Regions from separate parts of the Mus musculus genome. Here region 2 is linked to region 1. The links are chromatin contacts, called in public promoter capture Hi-C maps. All regions are on one chromosome and are shown on one strand. Each heading gives the region's core, a stretch centred on a gene start, on an enhancer-like site or on the middle of the called end of the contact. The rest is flanking DNA. Distances are from core to core; before and after follow the strand shown. Region 1 holds the start of Aldh1l2 (aldehyde dehydrogenase 1 family, member L2). Region 2 holds the start of 4930463O16Rik (RIKEN cDNA 4930463O16 gene).

Region 1 (7,731 bases), core at 3,298-5,797:
GCATCGGTGGAGCCTGACACTTCGATGCCTCGGACCCTCATGCTGCAAGGAGAGCTCTGCCCTCTGACCACCACACGCCTTGGCATGAAGCTGAAGATGGCTGTCCTTGCATTTCCAGCCATGCTCCTGCCTCTGCCTCTGGAATGCTGGGATCACAGGTGTACATTATCTCACCAGCTGCCCAGATTTGTCTGGGCTGGGAAGATGGCTACCTGGCTAAGAAAGTTTACTGAGCAGATCTGAGAACCCAAGTTCCAATCCCTAGCACCCACAAAAAAAAAAAAAAAATCTTTGCACCATTAATCCCAGAGCTAGCCACCATCTCAGGGTAAGATGGCCCAGCAGGTAAAGGCAGCGGCCAGTCTAGCTCCAAGTTCAGTAAGAGAACCTATTTCAGGAGAATAAGATGGAGACCAATAATTCAGGAAAACTGGTATCATTCTCTGGTCTCGTGGTATATGCATGGACAGACACACCAGCACACATGTATACATGCGCACACACACCAAATAAAGTGAAATTAAAGTATTTATTTGTGCCAAGTGAGTAAAACAACAAACGCAAAAGTGGAAGAGAAGAGAGTCAGAGGAAGAGGACCCAGGAGCTCAACATCTTAAGAGACATGAATGGGAGGGAGCTGAGAAATTCTGCCCACTGACTTCTGTCTTTTGGTTGGGAAATCCCCGCTGTTAGCAGCGTGGGACAGCCTGAAGGTCCAGTAGCTTGAGCCCCTAGGGTACGCTGGAACCTTGTATCTGAGACCAGAGGACAAAGGTAGCCACAACACTTCGTTCTGTTATCTAAAAGTATCTTTTACTTCCTCAGCTGATGCGCTCAACTCATAGTGCTGCCTCTGTCTCAAAGGCAAACTGGGATTCTGAAAGGTCCCATGTAAACTTTAAAAGTCGCCTAACATAAACCTCTTCTCGAATACAACTTTGAAATAAGGTAATTGCATGATAAAGGTGACATTATAAGTGGTACTGTGATTTATAAGAGAATAAATAATGGCAAGAAAATGTGAGGCTATAGTCATTTCAGTATTTTTTTTTCTGTGAATTAGGAAAAATACATTCTTGGTCTGTTTTAGTTTTCACTGTTGAGGATTTTATACGTGACTATCATGTGCGTTGATCAAATCCATCCTCTCTCTTTCTCTCTCTCTCTCTCTCTCTCTCTCCTCCTCCTCCTCTCTCTCTCTCTCGCTCTCTCTCAAAAGCTCACTGACTCCTCTTAGTGGACCTGTATGCACACAGCTGTAGGACCACCTACTGGGGTGTGGGTAGCCTTTCAGGAACCCTATGCCTGTGGAAGACTTACACTTCCCCCTCAGCAGCTGTCAATTGCCAGTAGCTTCTGAGCCAGGAACAGGACTCCAAGAGCCCCTCCCATGTCCATGCTAGGATGTTGGCTGGCTCCATCTTCTGCAGATCTTGTGAATGCAGGCACAGGTGTGTGAGTTCATGTGTGCTGTCCCATCCAGCAGTTACTGGTTCGAGGCAGACAGCCACTACTTCTGGATCCCACAACCTCTCTACCCCCTGTTCCATGATGCTGAGATCTACAACCAACCTGAGCTACTGCAGATTGCTGGTGTTGGTTATTCAGTGCATCCCTGGCCTCTGCCATATCATAACTGGGAGCATCAATCAATCCAAGGTCACGTCACAGCTGCAGGCGCCTCAGATCCCCTTGTCTTTTCATTCCCACACTCATCGATCATTTATCGTGTTTCAAGTCAGGACTCTGAGGCCATGTGGTCCCAAACTCACTTCAACTCCACAATTTTCTTCCTCCCAAGTTATCATTTGTCAGTTGCTTTAGATTATAAAAGAAACTGAGGAAACAGACTGTGTTTTGTTCATTTTTACATTTCTTCTGTATTACAGTGCTCTGTACATTATTATTTTGATAAATGCACAAATGTTTACAAACTTTCAATGCATCTTATTTACAATTCCATTCTATCAATCTTTTTATTAAAGATTTATTTATTATTATATCTAAGTACACTGTAGCTGTTTTCAGACTCACCAGAAGAGGGCGTCAGATCTCATTACAGGTGGTTGTAAGCCACCATGTGGTCACTGGGATTTGAACTCAGCAATCAAATTCTGAAGAGCAGTCAGTGCTCTTAACCACTGAGCCATCTCTCCAGCCCTCTATCAATCTTTATACATTCTTTCTTAATGACAGCATTCTACTACCTGAACTAAAAATTACTTTTTATTTATGAAGTATGAGAATGTCAAAATAAAAAGATATTTCAGTTTAAAAAAGATTTAGTCTGTTTTATTCCTCAGATACTGAAGGCAGATTCATATAGATACAGATAGATAGATAGATAGATAGATAGATAGATAGATAGATAGATAGATTTACATGTTTATGTATATGAGTTCTTTATCTGCATGTACTTCTGCATACTAGAAGATGGCACCAGACACCTGTGAGCTGCCGTGTGGGTGCTGGGAATTGAACTCAGGACCTTAAGAGAGCAGTGAGTGCTGTTAACCACTGAGCCATCTCTCTAGCTCCCTGAAAGCAGAATCTTAAGTAAAATAATCTGGGCTGGGCATACATCTGACCATTTCATTCCAAGAAGGATTATCTCAAGCCTCACAGTTTCCTCAAGCTGATATACAGTCAGTAAAGCTGAAACATGCCCATAAACCGGTAGGGTTACGGGCAATGTCTTGGACCGGGGTAGTGGTTAAGAGCTCATACTGCTCTTACAGAGGATGGGAGTTCAGTTCCCACAATCCACTTCAGGTGACTTACAACTTCCCGTAACGTCCCTCTGAGGCCACAAGCACGCACATACAGACAATACATTGCACTAATTAAAAATGAAGTAAATCTTTTTTCCCCAAAGATTTATTTACTTATTTTATGTATATGAGTACACTGTAGCTGTCTTCAGACACACCAGAAGACGGCATTGAATCCCATTACAGATGATTGTGAGTCACCATGGTTGCTGGGAATTGAACTCAGGACTTCTGGAAGAGCAGTCAGTGCTCTTAACCTCTGAGCCACATCTCCAGCAAAAGTAAATATTAAAATACATACATACATACATACATGCATGCATGCATACATACATACATACATACATACATACATACATGGAAAGATGCTCCCTAACCAATGTGCATGATCTCTGAGTGCTCAAAAGTGAAATGGATTTAAGCAAGAAGTCAGTAACATTTGTTTCATATCATTACAAAGAAAATGCCAGACAGAGTCTCAGAGACTTCAGTAAGAATAGACACATTTCACCAAATGTTTGTTACATCTTTGGGTTAAAGAGTGTATGGTTCATGAATGTAACAAAAATAAAAAATAAATAAAAAACCAAAACTGAAGATCTTTCAGATCTGCCTTTAACAGCTTCTTTAGGTATCCAATGCCCCCCATGAGTATATAAACAAATCGAGAGAGTTGTTTAAGGGGATTAAGGATAGTGAGTGGAGTCCAACAAAAAGTAACTCATCTGTATGGATGTGACAGAGAACGCTGTGAATCTGTTCAATTAATGAATTCACAATAAACAGTTGGGAAGTAATAATCACACGGGCAGAAGAATATCAAAATACAAGAGTGAACGAAACTCCACGCAGCCCCGAATTCCAGGCTAAGGAATCCTTTTGGGACAAAGGTTTCACTACAGCATGTGTGCAAGTTTCTTCATAGAGGCAAGGCACAAATGCAGGTATGAGTTATCTACTGGGGACGAGAAGTGTGCGACAAGGCCAGCGAACAGTATCTTACCAACCCTCATCCTCAGATGATGGGGGTATCAGACTATGCCTAAAGCAAGGGTGCCCAGCGCCTTATCTTCCCAGTTCAAGCTGGAGCTCCACAAGTGTGCCTGTTGCTTTCTGGCGACTGTTAGGCAGGTAACTTTCGAAGTGTTCTAATTCATTTCTGTTGCGAAACACCCCGAGGAAAAAGCAACTTAAAGGAGAAAGGGTTTATTCAATTTAGGAGTCCAGGTTACTATCTACCATTGTCCGGAAGTCAAGGTGGGAACCCGAGGCAGCTAGCTAGTTACACTCAGAGAGAGAGAATAAATCCACACATGCTTACTGCTCAACACGTTTTTGTTGTTGTTTTTGTTTGTTTGTTTGTTTGTTTTTTTTCTTTTTTCACTCTTACTCTTAGTTCAGGGTCTAGTCCATGAAATGATGCCACCCACAATCAGGACGCATCTTCTCACCTCAGTTAACCCAAGAAATGTTCCATCCAGGTGTGCCTGGTCCAGGTAATCCCTTTCCCAGATCATCCTACCTTGAGTCAAGTTGAAAATAAAAAGTAATCCTTACAGGGTGTCCGATTAAATTATAAGGTACATCTCTCTGCCTAACTCCGCGGGTCTGAGTAATTTATGGAAGGTCCCACCTCTAGCGAACACTTAGGCTATCCATGGAGCAGAGGCGGAGTCCAGCAAGCCCTTGGGTTAGGCACCGATTCATTCCCTAGACCTGCACCAGGTCACGTGTGCTTAGGGGCAGGAGCTCTGCCAGCGGTGAGGGGCGGGACCTGCCATTCGAGGGGGCGGGGCCGTGAGCAGAGCTGGACAGAGCTGAAGCGAAGCACTCAACCCTCTGCAGCCCTGGTACCTACCCACTCCCGCCGCCCGCCTGGCAATCGCTCGCTCCTCTACATCATGCTGTGGCGGGGTAGCCAGGCGCTACGGCACTTCTCCACCAGCCGGGTGAGTCCTGTCAAGGCGAGCATCCACATCCTGGTCTTGCTTTCCAGACCTCGGGGGTTGCAGGGCCGGGACGGCAAGGCTGGGGTGGGCAGTGATGCTCAGACCTTGCTAGAAGGGACAACAGCTTTTTTTCAGACTGGAAGACTCCAGAGAAGCCTGTGGCAGTATCCGGGATGGGAATTGTCAAGTGAGCCTTTGTCTGCTGCCGGGAATCAGCTGCAGACGCGGTCTGGCTGGGATGGCAGGCTGGGGACTGACAATGAGTAAAGGGACACGAGCCAGTCTGTTTTTTTCCTTTTTGCATTTCATGACCCCGACGTGAGCAGTTTAGGGTCGGAACGGTGGATAAGTGTGAGCGAGACTGCCTTGCAAGGTCTACCAGATGAGACTGGGACCCAGGCAAGCTCAACACAGCAATCTAGGACAGCTTGATGCTTCCCGCCGAGTAGCGAGTAGTGGCGGCCAGATTTCCAGGATCACCCAGCGCTGCAGGAGTAGCCACGCTGGTGTGTTGTAAAACTGTAGAGTAAGAACCTGGCCCCGGCCCAGCTCACAGACGTGGGATTGCATCAGATCACTTCTAGAAATGGAACGAGAGCCGACACGTTGCAAGTGGCTCTGCCTTCAGCACTTCGGTGAGTCTGGGGAGAGACAACACAGCCTGTTCCGGCTAAGGAAAGCGTCTATCCTGTGCACATAATCGCTTTTGTAATCAGCACATCCTGGCTGTGTTATAAAAATATTTCTCCTCCGTTGGTATTTTTCTCTGACATTGCCATATGTAAAAAAAGTTGAAGGCAGAATCCAAATAATTGGTCAGATTTTATTTTGCTCCGTACAATCAATGCAAGTGACTTTGGGGGACAGTCATAGTTTATAAGAGACCCGTCTGCCCTGAGCTTTGGACCATTCTGCTGTGTAACCCTCAGACCCTTCCTTAGTTTCTTTAACCACTCTGGCCGTGCAATCTGGTCCTGGGGCACAGATAGCTAAGAGCCGTGTCTACTACCCTGGTCTTGGCTACCACCTTGTCAGTAAACTGTTGGGAAGCTAAAAGAAAGGAGTTTTGAAAGATGATAAGATTTCCATGCTGGGGTTTTAGAAGTTTCTATTTAAGGGGAAAAAAAAAAAAAAGCTGAACAAGCCAAGTGACAGATACCAGGAATAGAAACATAGCTGGGCAAAGCAGCAGGCTGCCACAGAGGCCCTCTGTCCCCAAGAATACATATGGGAAGGTGGCCGCAGACAGAGCTGGGAAGTGGTCATAGTTCTTCATGGTCAAAAGGAGAACAGTAAAGGATGAGGGAAGAACCGGAGATAGTTATCTACAGATAGTGCAAGCACATCCTTTGCACAGTGCTCTGTAAACGTTATCTTAAAACGAAAACGGCCACTACATGGTTAATAAGACTGCAATACAACCACTTTGGAAAACTGTCTGTCAGCTTCTTTTGTAGAAATTTCAAGTCACATTCTATTGGGAGTGGAGGATGTGGTGGTGGGGGGATGCCACAGCACATGTGGAGGAGTGAGAAGGTAAGCTTTAGTAGTTAGTTCTTGCCTTCCTTCTTGGTGGTCCTGGGAATCAAAGCACACACACAAGGCTGTCACGGTTGTATCCACACTCACAGGGCCCAGGCTCAAGGTATGCACACAAGAAAAAGGTGAATTTGACTGCATCTGAATTATACTTCATGTTAGTCTGTTTCCTGTGACTTTTAATAAATGCAGAGGCTGGGGAACCGATAGAGATTTCATTAGCTCTCAGTTCTGGAGACTTAAGAGAATGGTACCCGCATCTCCATGGCCCTGGTAAAGCCTTGGAGAGATGACATCACAGTGATGGGAACACATTGGAGAGTGAAAATGGTGTCTGCCCCTTTCTTTAAAGGCTTTGAGATGTTCTGTGGTCACCAGTTTCATGCCAGGAGCTCTCTCTCCTCACCTGGCTACTCATCCCTCTTCAGGCCTCAGCTTCTGACAGGCCTTTTTAAAAATGGTTTTTATCCTTCTTTTTCCTTAAACAATTATTTACATACATATACATCATATGTATATACATGCATCATATACATTATATATGCATACACATATACATACACATATACATATGCATATGCATGTTTGAGAGGTGCTTGAAAAGATGGCTTAGCGTTCTTGCTGAGGCCGTGAGCTCAGTTCCCTGAATCTGTGGTTGGGTCCTGAAGGCTTTAGAAAGAACAAGGGAACAACAAGCAGAAAGAAATGATCAGAGTGAGAGGAGAATACAAACTGGCTCAACCTGGTTTTGGTAACCAGTGCTAGGCTGAGACTTGAGTCTGACCCAGAGCATCTTACTTTAGCCATACTTAAGCATGGCCCAGTTTTGGAAGGAAGTTTTCAGAGAACAAGTAACTCAGCCCAGTGAGTACAACTGTTGACTTAGAGACAGTGCTCGAGATTAGGGTCTAGGGAGACTGACAGGGCTGAACACAATGCCTGTGGGGGCCAGCATTGGCCTGGCCCTAAGCCTACAGCTTGTGGTAAAGCACAAATGACGTCACTCATTAGGATGAGTTTTGTGACACAGAAGTAATGCTCAAGGTTCTATTGGGGGCGGGGGCGGGGGGCGAGTCTGGGATAAACACACATCATATTCTGGGGGACACGGGCAGAGCTTGGCCCAACAGGAAGCAAAGATTATAAACTACATTCCCCTCCCCACCCCCCATCCTAGCAATCTGGGAAAATAGCTAAGCCCCTTATTCCAGGCGAGAGCTTGAAACTCTGTGTTTAACTTTCCTGGCTTCTCCAGGGCTTATCTGTGTGTGCGAGGACCTCTGGACCTCTACAAGCATCCATATTGGGCAGCTCATCACCACCTGTAACTCCAACACCACTTTCTGGCCTCTGAGGCCACCAAACACTCATGGTATAAACCACAGAAAAGACAGGGTTTCCCTGGCTGTCCTAGAACTTGCTTTGTAGACCAGGCTGGCCTTGAACTCACAGAGATCCACCTGCCTTGGCTT
Region 2 (7,731 bases), core at 1,426-3,925, 950 kb before region 1:
TGTTAGAAACCATGTTGGTGTTTGATGGAGCTTCTTAATATGAGTAGAGGGCAGAGGGCATTTGAAACTGTGATTAGAGTTTGTAGATTTTATGAGTCTGCCTTGCGCTGCTATATTTGAGACTGAATGGTCCAGTACTGCAACAGACTACTACAGAATGGGTAATTTCCTTCCCCCTTCTCCTCTCCCCTCCCCTCCACTCCCCTCCCTCCCTTTCCCCCTCCCCTTCCTTTTCTTGAACCTCCTCCTTCTCCTCCTTTTTCTAATTTGGGACTACTACATCATGCATCCTGATTGTCCTCACTTCCCTGTCCTTCCATGTCCACTCCCCTTTCTCCTGACCTTCTCAACCCTGTAAAAAGGAAGAAGAAGAAGAAAAAAACACCTCCATTTTGTGTTGTTCATAGATTCACTGGAGGATGGTCAAACTCCTGGTGGCCAGCCCCACATGGTGAGTCTTTCTCCACTTGCATCCCCGTCAGAAGCCATCAACCATGGAGAGCTGTGTGGGGTTGGGAGGTGGGGGTGGGAAAGCAGCATAGCTCACAAACATCAATATGGCTTCAGGCAGCCCAGCCCACAGACACCAGCATGGCCTTCAGTGGTTTCTCAGACCACAGACGTTGACACACCCCTGGCCATATCAGGACCACTGATCTACCCCAGGCCCTCAGCAGCTGGCTGCATGGATCGTGAGCGTCATGTGCTACTCAGATTACCATTTTTTTTATCCACCCCCTTCTGGGCATCATAGCCCAAGGACATCACCAAGGTGTCAGTTGGCACAAATCACATAGGTCCACATAGATCTTAGGCCTTGCAGCCTGGGCAGCAGCATGGTCCACAGACACCGATGTGGCCTCCGGTAGCATCATGGAGCACGGTGATCCTTTGAGAAGGTCTAATCCAGAAAGTAAAGCTTTCCTTATCTCAGGCCTCCGTTGTTGCCCAGAGCTAGAGAGAACCCACAGCCAGGGAGCACGTTCAGTGGCTGAGTCTGCGTGTATACAAGCTCCAGACTGCTGCACACCAGCCCGCCAACCCTACTCTCCAGTTGTCTATTTTCCCCATCTCTCCACCACATATTTGTTCAGTGAGGTGGTGCTCGCTGCCCCTACCTCAAAATAGATTAATAATAATAACTATTTGGTTTACTGTTCTAGAGACTTGGGAGTCCAAAGTCAGTGTTCTGGAAGGTTTTATGATTCTGATTCCAAAATGGCATCTTGAATGCTGCATCTTCTCTGGGAGGATGCTTGATTCACATGACAGAAGGCGGGAAAGGCAAAGGGGCAAGAAGGAGTTTATGACACCAATTCCATCTGTAAGGGGCACAAACCTTATGGTCATGTCACCTTGGCACCCTAGCTCCTAAAGCCCAATTTTGGAGGTGGGCACATTCAAACCATAGCAATGAGGTTGAAGTCCAGCTGAGAAAAGGGGCTCCAAGAAGCCCCAGCAAGTTTTATTAAAGAGGGAAACTTCATAGAGGAACATGTTTTTAGTTGTGAAGAAACGCAGGAAACCTGCCTCTGCACTTTCCGGCCACTGGTGCAGTTAGAGCCCCCTTCCTCCCCTTTCTCAGCATAGATGCCCCAGTTCTTTTGGAGAGGGCAAACAGAGAAGGCCCAGCCTGGCGCAGGAATATTGCAATTCCCCTTTTCATGGTGGCACTCCCTTCCCCCTAACGACTCCCACCCCTACTCTGGGCGGCGGGGAGGGGGGAGAGAGACGAACAAAAAAACAACAAACCCTTGCTTCTGTGTCACTCTCCTTGATAACCAACCTTTCTCAGGTGCAGAAGGCTCCTGCCCTTGAAGGGAACAAGGACCAAACATCCTTGAAATGATAAAAGGCCCATGCTTGGACCATGAAGGAAGGGCAATTAAGTGTTCCCAGACAGCTGCAACCAGTATGTAAAAATACACTAGCTCCTGATAGCTCCATAAAGTTACTTCCCAGGTCAGGAGGGTCCCCCTCCCAGCTGCATGGTTTTGCCCTGAACAAACGTTATCGGGTTTGAAGGATAGCTTTCCCTCATCACCTCCCCAGTCACGTAACCCCAAAGTTCGAGGAGCTCTGCCTATGAATATGCACGTGTATATATACTCCAAGCCCCTGGATGCGGGCATCACATCCCTAACCTGCACAGTGGGAAAGACTTTGCTCTGAGTCTCTTTAACATCGGACTTGTACTTCCTGGCATTCTTCTGGGGTTCCCGAGCACTGGGCATAACAACTGTTGGTGTTTCTGCTCAGTGGAAAGTTATCCTGGGACTTGGGAGCCCAGGAACATACACAGCTCTGAGGTGGGACAATGTCGCAAAGGAAGGACATTCTGAGACGTGGGAGCCCAGGAACCACACAACTCTGAGAGGAAACCTTAGCAGAGGGCTTGCAGCCCTTATGGAGGATATGGTTGGTCAACTGGAGTGCTACACTGTTATCAGCTCCCCCTAGCGGCTCCTCTTCTACACTGCAGGTCCCAGGGGACGTATCCCCAGCTGAGCTCCGGAGCCTCAGCCTGCTCCCATCTACCCTTCTTTGCTTCATTGCTTCTTGGCTTCTTCTGATGAGAGAGTCACATCAGGCAGCAAACATCATAAAAGAGATTTACTGGGAGGGAAGAATACAGGGCGTGGAGAAATGTACATGAGGTTGTTACCTATGTTTCCTGGAGAAGACAGCAAGCAGGGATTATATAGGATTTCTTAGGGGGTGGAGCTTTCCAAGGCAGAGCTTTCCTGGGTGAGGATTGGTGGGATTTCAAGACCTGAGCTTGGGGGAGCTCAGGGATTGGTGGAGTTTCTTACTAAATAATAAGTGGTATTTTTTTCTTGTGGGGAGGGGCTTGGAAATTCTCCTGCCTCAGCGCTGGGAATGACAGTTACAGCTGTTAGAATATGACCGTTAGGGTGGGCCGTTAGAGAAATCTGGGGGATGGGCCCTGGTTGCTGGAGGTCCTCAAACCTGCCTTGAGGGTTTACAAAGTTGACAAAGTATACAGTTTCTAAAGTTTACAAAGGGAGTCTATGGCAAGGAAGTCCGGCTGGGTGAATAGCCAACATTCCCCTCTTTTTTGTTTACTATTGACAAAGTCAGGGGTCATAAAGGGAGGTGATATTATCATTAGACTGCTTCCTGCTGATTGGGGGCATCGAGTTCCTTGGGGGCAAGTTTGATCTTTCCCATCAGGATATAACCAAATGTCACAGGCCTCTGACATCAGAGCTAAGGGCTGGAAATTTTGGAATAAAAACTGATTAAATGTCTGGTTAGAAATCTTTTGGATCGAGACAAGAAGTCTATAAGACAAAGTGGGATTAGTAGGATTAGGAAAAAGAGGAGAAGGGGAACGAGAAGGGTAGTAGCCAATTCCATATTGGACTGTTGATGATCCTCTGGCCAGAGGCATCAGGCGAGAGAGAGAGAGAGAGAGAGAGAGAGAGAGAGAGAGAGAGAGCAAGAGAGCCAGAGAGCAAGGGGGGGCTTTTGATACCATAAAGCCCACCCCAAGTGCCACACTTCCTCAAACCAGGTCATACCTTCTAATCCTTCTACTCCTTTGAGAGAATTCCACTCCCTGGTGACTAAGCATTCAAATATATGGAGCCTATTAGATCTGTTCTTATTTGAACCACCACAGTGACCCCAACATAGAATGACTAGGAAAGTCTGTCATAAACAATGGATTCAGATATCAGCTAGAGGAAGAATAGCCTCCAGGGTATTATAGGAGGGCAGTTCCATTAATAACAGAGGCTGTGGAGAGGAAGCCCTCGTGGCGTTATTAATCGGTGGAAAGCCTTTTTCCTTTATTTGAATGGAAAGTCACAGAGGCACGGGGCAGATTTTTTTGTTTTTTATAAATGACAACTCCAAACACGGGGGTGGGGCAGGGAAGGGGGTTGGAACCTTCTGATCTTCATGTTGTAACTCCAGGGTTCATGTACTCACAAGCTAGTTTTCAAATCTCATGCCTTAGCCCTTGTGGGTCCCCAGCTGTCAGAGCTTGGAAGTCTTGGTGACTTTTTGAAACTCCTCCTGTGGTCAGACCCAGGAGTTCTCCCAGTGTTGGCAACCTGTCTCCTGCAATTACTGCCCTCGGCCGTCTTTTGCCTTCTTGGCCACTCATTGGGTCAGGTCTCCTCAGTTCTTCATGGTTTGGTCTCTCCTCATAGGCTTGGCTCCCAGCCATTCTGCAGATCTCTTTAGCTACCTTGGTGTTTCTAGCTCGCAGCCCAGTGAGTTGTCTGTTCTTCATGTATATCACATATGCATATCTCATATTACATATGGAATATGTATGTGCATATTCATGTATATCACATATTCCATATGTATATACATATTAATGTATATCACGATACATCCATATATCACATGTACATAACAAAGCACTTTAGATGAGGATTTACTAGGGCCTAGTTTGCAATGCCATAAGGAGGGCAGTGCATAGGAATCTAGTTTGTTCTGAAGAGAGTAAAATGAGTGTTCTTCACATGGCCACTCATACATCTATGTTGCGCTCATGGTCAGGGGAGGTGTTCTTTCCTAGACAGTTAAGGACAGGTTTGAGGAAGTCAAGAACAGCTGTGTACACACACACACACACACACACACACACACACACACACACACACACACACGAGTTATCTATCTAGAGTGGCTGTAAATAGGATGATTTAAGGGACATCAAAGCTGCCACAGCCAAAGCCAAGTCTCCAGAAACAGCCATGGCCGAATGCATTGGCCACAATTGTGCTGCTTCCTGGGAGGGGACGAGAGACTTTAGAATGCGACACCTGCGGGATATCATCACCATTCTGAAGCCGCTTCCATTGGCAGCTGGGTCAGAGTCTTTCTGAGCACGTGAGGTTTTTCCAAGCAGCCACAGCTGTCTCTGTAGCAGGCTGAGGGAGTAGCTGCTTTGATTGCCAACTCCCAGGAGTCCCACCACAGAGAAAGCAGGCTGAAGGTGAAATGGTTGTTATTGGCTGTCAACTTGATGGGATCTGCAAGACAAACTTGGGGCATGTCTGAGAGAGAGTTTGCTTTTGACTGTGGATACAATGTAACTAGCCTCCTTGTGCTCCTGCTACCCGGCCTGCCCAGCCATGATGGACTTGCATCTGCAAACCATGAGCCAAAATAAACCTTCCATTCTGTTACTTGGGTTGTCTCAGTCAGGTATTTAGTGCTAACAATGAGAAAATAACAAGGTAAGGATGGGCCTTAAGGAGTAGTGGCAGTACTGCTCATAGCCTACTCCACTTGGGGATCTACTACAATCTAGCCTTCTGCCAAACACAATTAGTCACCCAGTTATCAGACAGACCAATTGCTCATGCCTGACACCTGCATGTAGGTGTCAAACTGATGTCTTTATTCTCTCTCTCTCTCTCTCTCTCTCTCTCTCTCTCTCTCTCTCCCTTCCTCCCCCTTCCTCCCCTCCCCTCCCCTCTCCTCTCCTCCCCTCCCCTCCCCTCCCCTCCCCTCCCCTCCCCTCCCCTCCCCTCCCCTCCCCTCCCCTCCTCTCCTCTCCTCTCTTTTTCTTGAGACAGAGTCTATGCAGGCCGGGCTGTCCTGGAACTCTCTCTATGTAGCCCAGACTGTCCTAGAACTCTATGTAGGCATGGCTGACCTTGAATTCAGAGTTCTGCCTGATTCTGCCTCCCAACTACTGGGATTAAAGGTGTGTGCCACCATACTCGGTTTACCCCTAACCCCCAAGTCCAGTATCTCTCCCAAAACCTGGAGTTCACTGATTGGCTAGGTTTGCTGGCCAATGAGCTTCAGGGATCTACTTGTGTCTGATTGGTCCAGCACTGGTGTTGTAGAAGCCTGCCACTGTGCTCAGTGGTTATACGCGGGCTGGGAATCTGACTCCTGTCCTCATGCTTGCAAGACTTCACTAACTAAGCCTTCTCCCCAGCCCCAGGTTTAGTTGTCCAACAGAAACAAAACAAAACAAAACAAAACATTAAGTGGTGCTTGATACAAAAGTCTGGCATGGAATAAACATTCCACCTCCACCAGGAACCTTTTGTAGCAATGCTTAAGCCTCAGCTAAATAAATACCCCTAGGGGAAATGGGTTCTCGATGTCTGTCTCTTGGAAGGAAGCCAGCATTTAGGCATGACTGAGGATTACAACCAGCACAGATGATCTTGGTTCTGTAAAATACTCTCACATTCTTCTCTCCCTGCCCCCCACCTGTGTGTGTGTGTGTGTGTCTTCCTCTTCCTTCCTCCTCCTCTTATTCTTCCTCCTTTCATCCTCCTCTTCTCTGCTCCTCCACCTCCTCTTCTTTCTCCTCTCCTTCCTCCTCTTGTTCCTCTTCTCCACCCTCCTCCCTGCTCTTTGGTCCCTGAGCCTGGCCTTAGAGGATCCTAAAGAAACACAGTGTGTAGTGGACGAGGGCAAAAATGCAAAGCCAAGACAACCCCCACTTTTCACTATATCCTATGATCCTGAAGGAGAGGAAAGACTTTTTCATTGAATAAAGAGATTGCAGATTTAAAGTTGGATATGGTGGTGCACACCTGTAACCCCAACCCTCAGGAGATGGAAACAGAAAGATCAAAAGTTTTAGGTTAGTCTGTAATAAATACACAGAGACCCATAAAACAGCAGCAGCAACAACCACCACTAACAGAGGCTCGGAATGTGACTTAGTGGTTTGAACACTTGCCTAGCATGTGCAGCACACACACACACACACACACACACACACACAGAGAGAGAGAGAGAGAGAGAGAGAGAGAGAGAGAGGACACTCAGCAGTGATGACATTTAACTGAATGAGACTTATTATCTACAGAATGATGGATGCTATTGCTGGGTGCCCAAAAGTGATGAGGGTAGTTACAGAAGCATCCAAGACCACTAAGGTTTCCAGGGCTCAGGACGACAGAGCAGCTTTGAGGATATGCTGATGAGACCATAAGATTGATTTAGCTGCTTCCAATTGATTCAGAAGCTTGGTAACATTTTTTTTTCCAGAATATTCTTCTTTCTGCTAGCATGTGAGTTTTATAAGAGGAAGAAAACAGGTTAGTCTTGTTCTCTGTGGAGTTCCTGGTGCTAAGCACAGTGTGCAGAATGTGCTGGGTAAATCTTGATTTCATCTCACTGATCTGAAGTGAAAGTTCAGGTAAGAACTGGTGGTAAAGGTGTTATCAATCTAGTGACTCAGACAAAGTGACCCGGCTTTGCCCTGTTTGGGGCTCCCAGTGAGGGATGGATTGCACAATGGTAAGAATGCCATAGTCTAAGCCCGGGGCTCCAGTCCTGCCTCTGTGGTTGATATCCTATTACCTTGAGCATTATATTTGAATTTTTTAGGCATCAATATTCTGGTCAGGACAATGAAGAGATAATTAGATTGTGTTAAACGGATTCCCAACAAAGCCCTACATGAGACTTGTCTCAGGGAGCACCGGAGGCACAAATGACTGGGCTTAGGGTTGTCTACAACAAACTCCAGGATTAATTTTTAAAGTTTCTTGGATAAATTTTATGTACAAGTATGCCACTCATTTTCCATCACTGTGGAAAAAATACCTGGTAAAACAACTTAACAGAGCTGGAGAGATGAGTCAGAGGTTAAGAGCACTGGCTGCTCTTACAGAGGTCCTGAGTTCGGTTTCTAGCAACTACACAGTGACTCATAGCCATCTATAATGAGACCTGATGCCCTCTTCTGGCCTGCAGGCAGAATGCTGTATG

Evidence for each region. Promoter capture Hi-C pulls out the DNA fragments that hold promoters and counts their contacts.
Region 2: a contact with region 1 is called in a promoter capture Hi-C map of embryonic stem cells, with 6 times the contacts expected there. The contact joins the promoter of 4930463O16Rik here to the promoter of Aldh1l2 in region 1. A contact is called at or near these places in 8 of 39 promoter capture datasets (the 3T3-L1 cell line, embryonic stem cells, hippocampal neurons and 2 more).

What each region holds. Positions count from the first base shown.
Region 1 is chr10:83,530,956-83,538,686 of GRCm38.p6, reverse strand. Aldh1l2 (aldehyde dehydrogenase 1 family, member L2) reads left to right here and starts at 4,547. Exons shown (of 23, transcript NM_153543.2): 1 at 4,547-4,720. The coding sequence starts at 4,673.
Region 2 is chr10:84,483,237-84,490,967 of GRCm38.p6, reverse strand. 4930463O16Rik (RIKEN cDNA 4930463O16 gene) reads right to left here and starts at 2,675. Exons shown (of 4, transcript NR_108059.1): 1 at 1,787-2,675.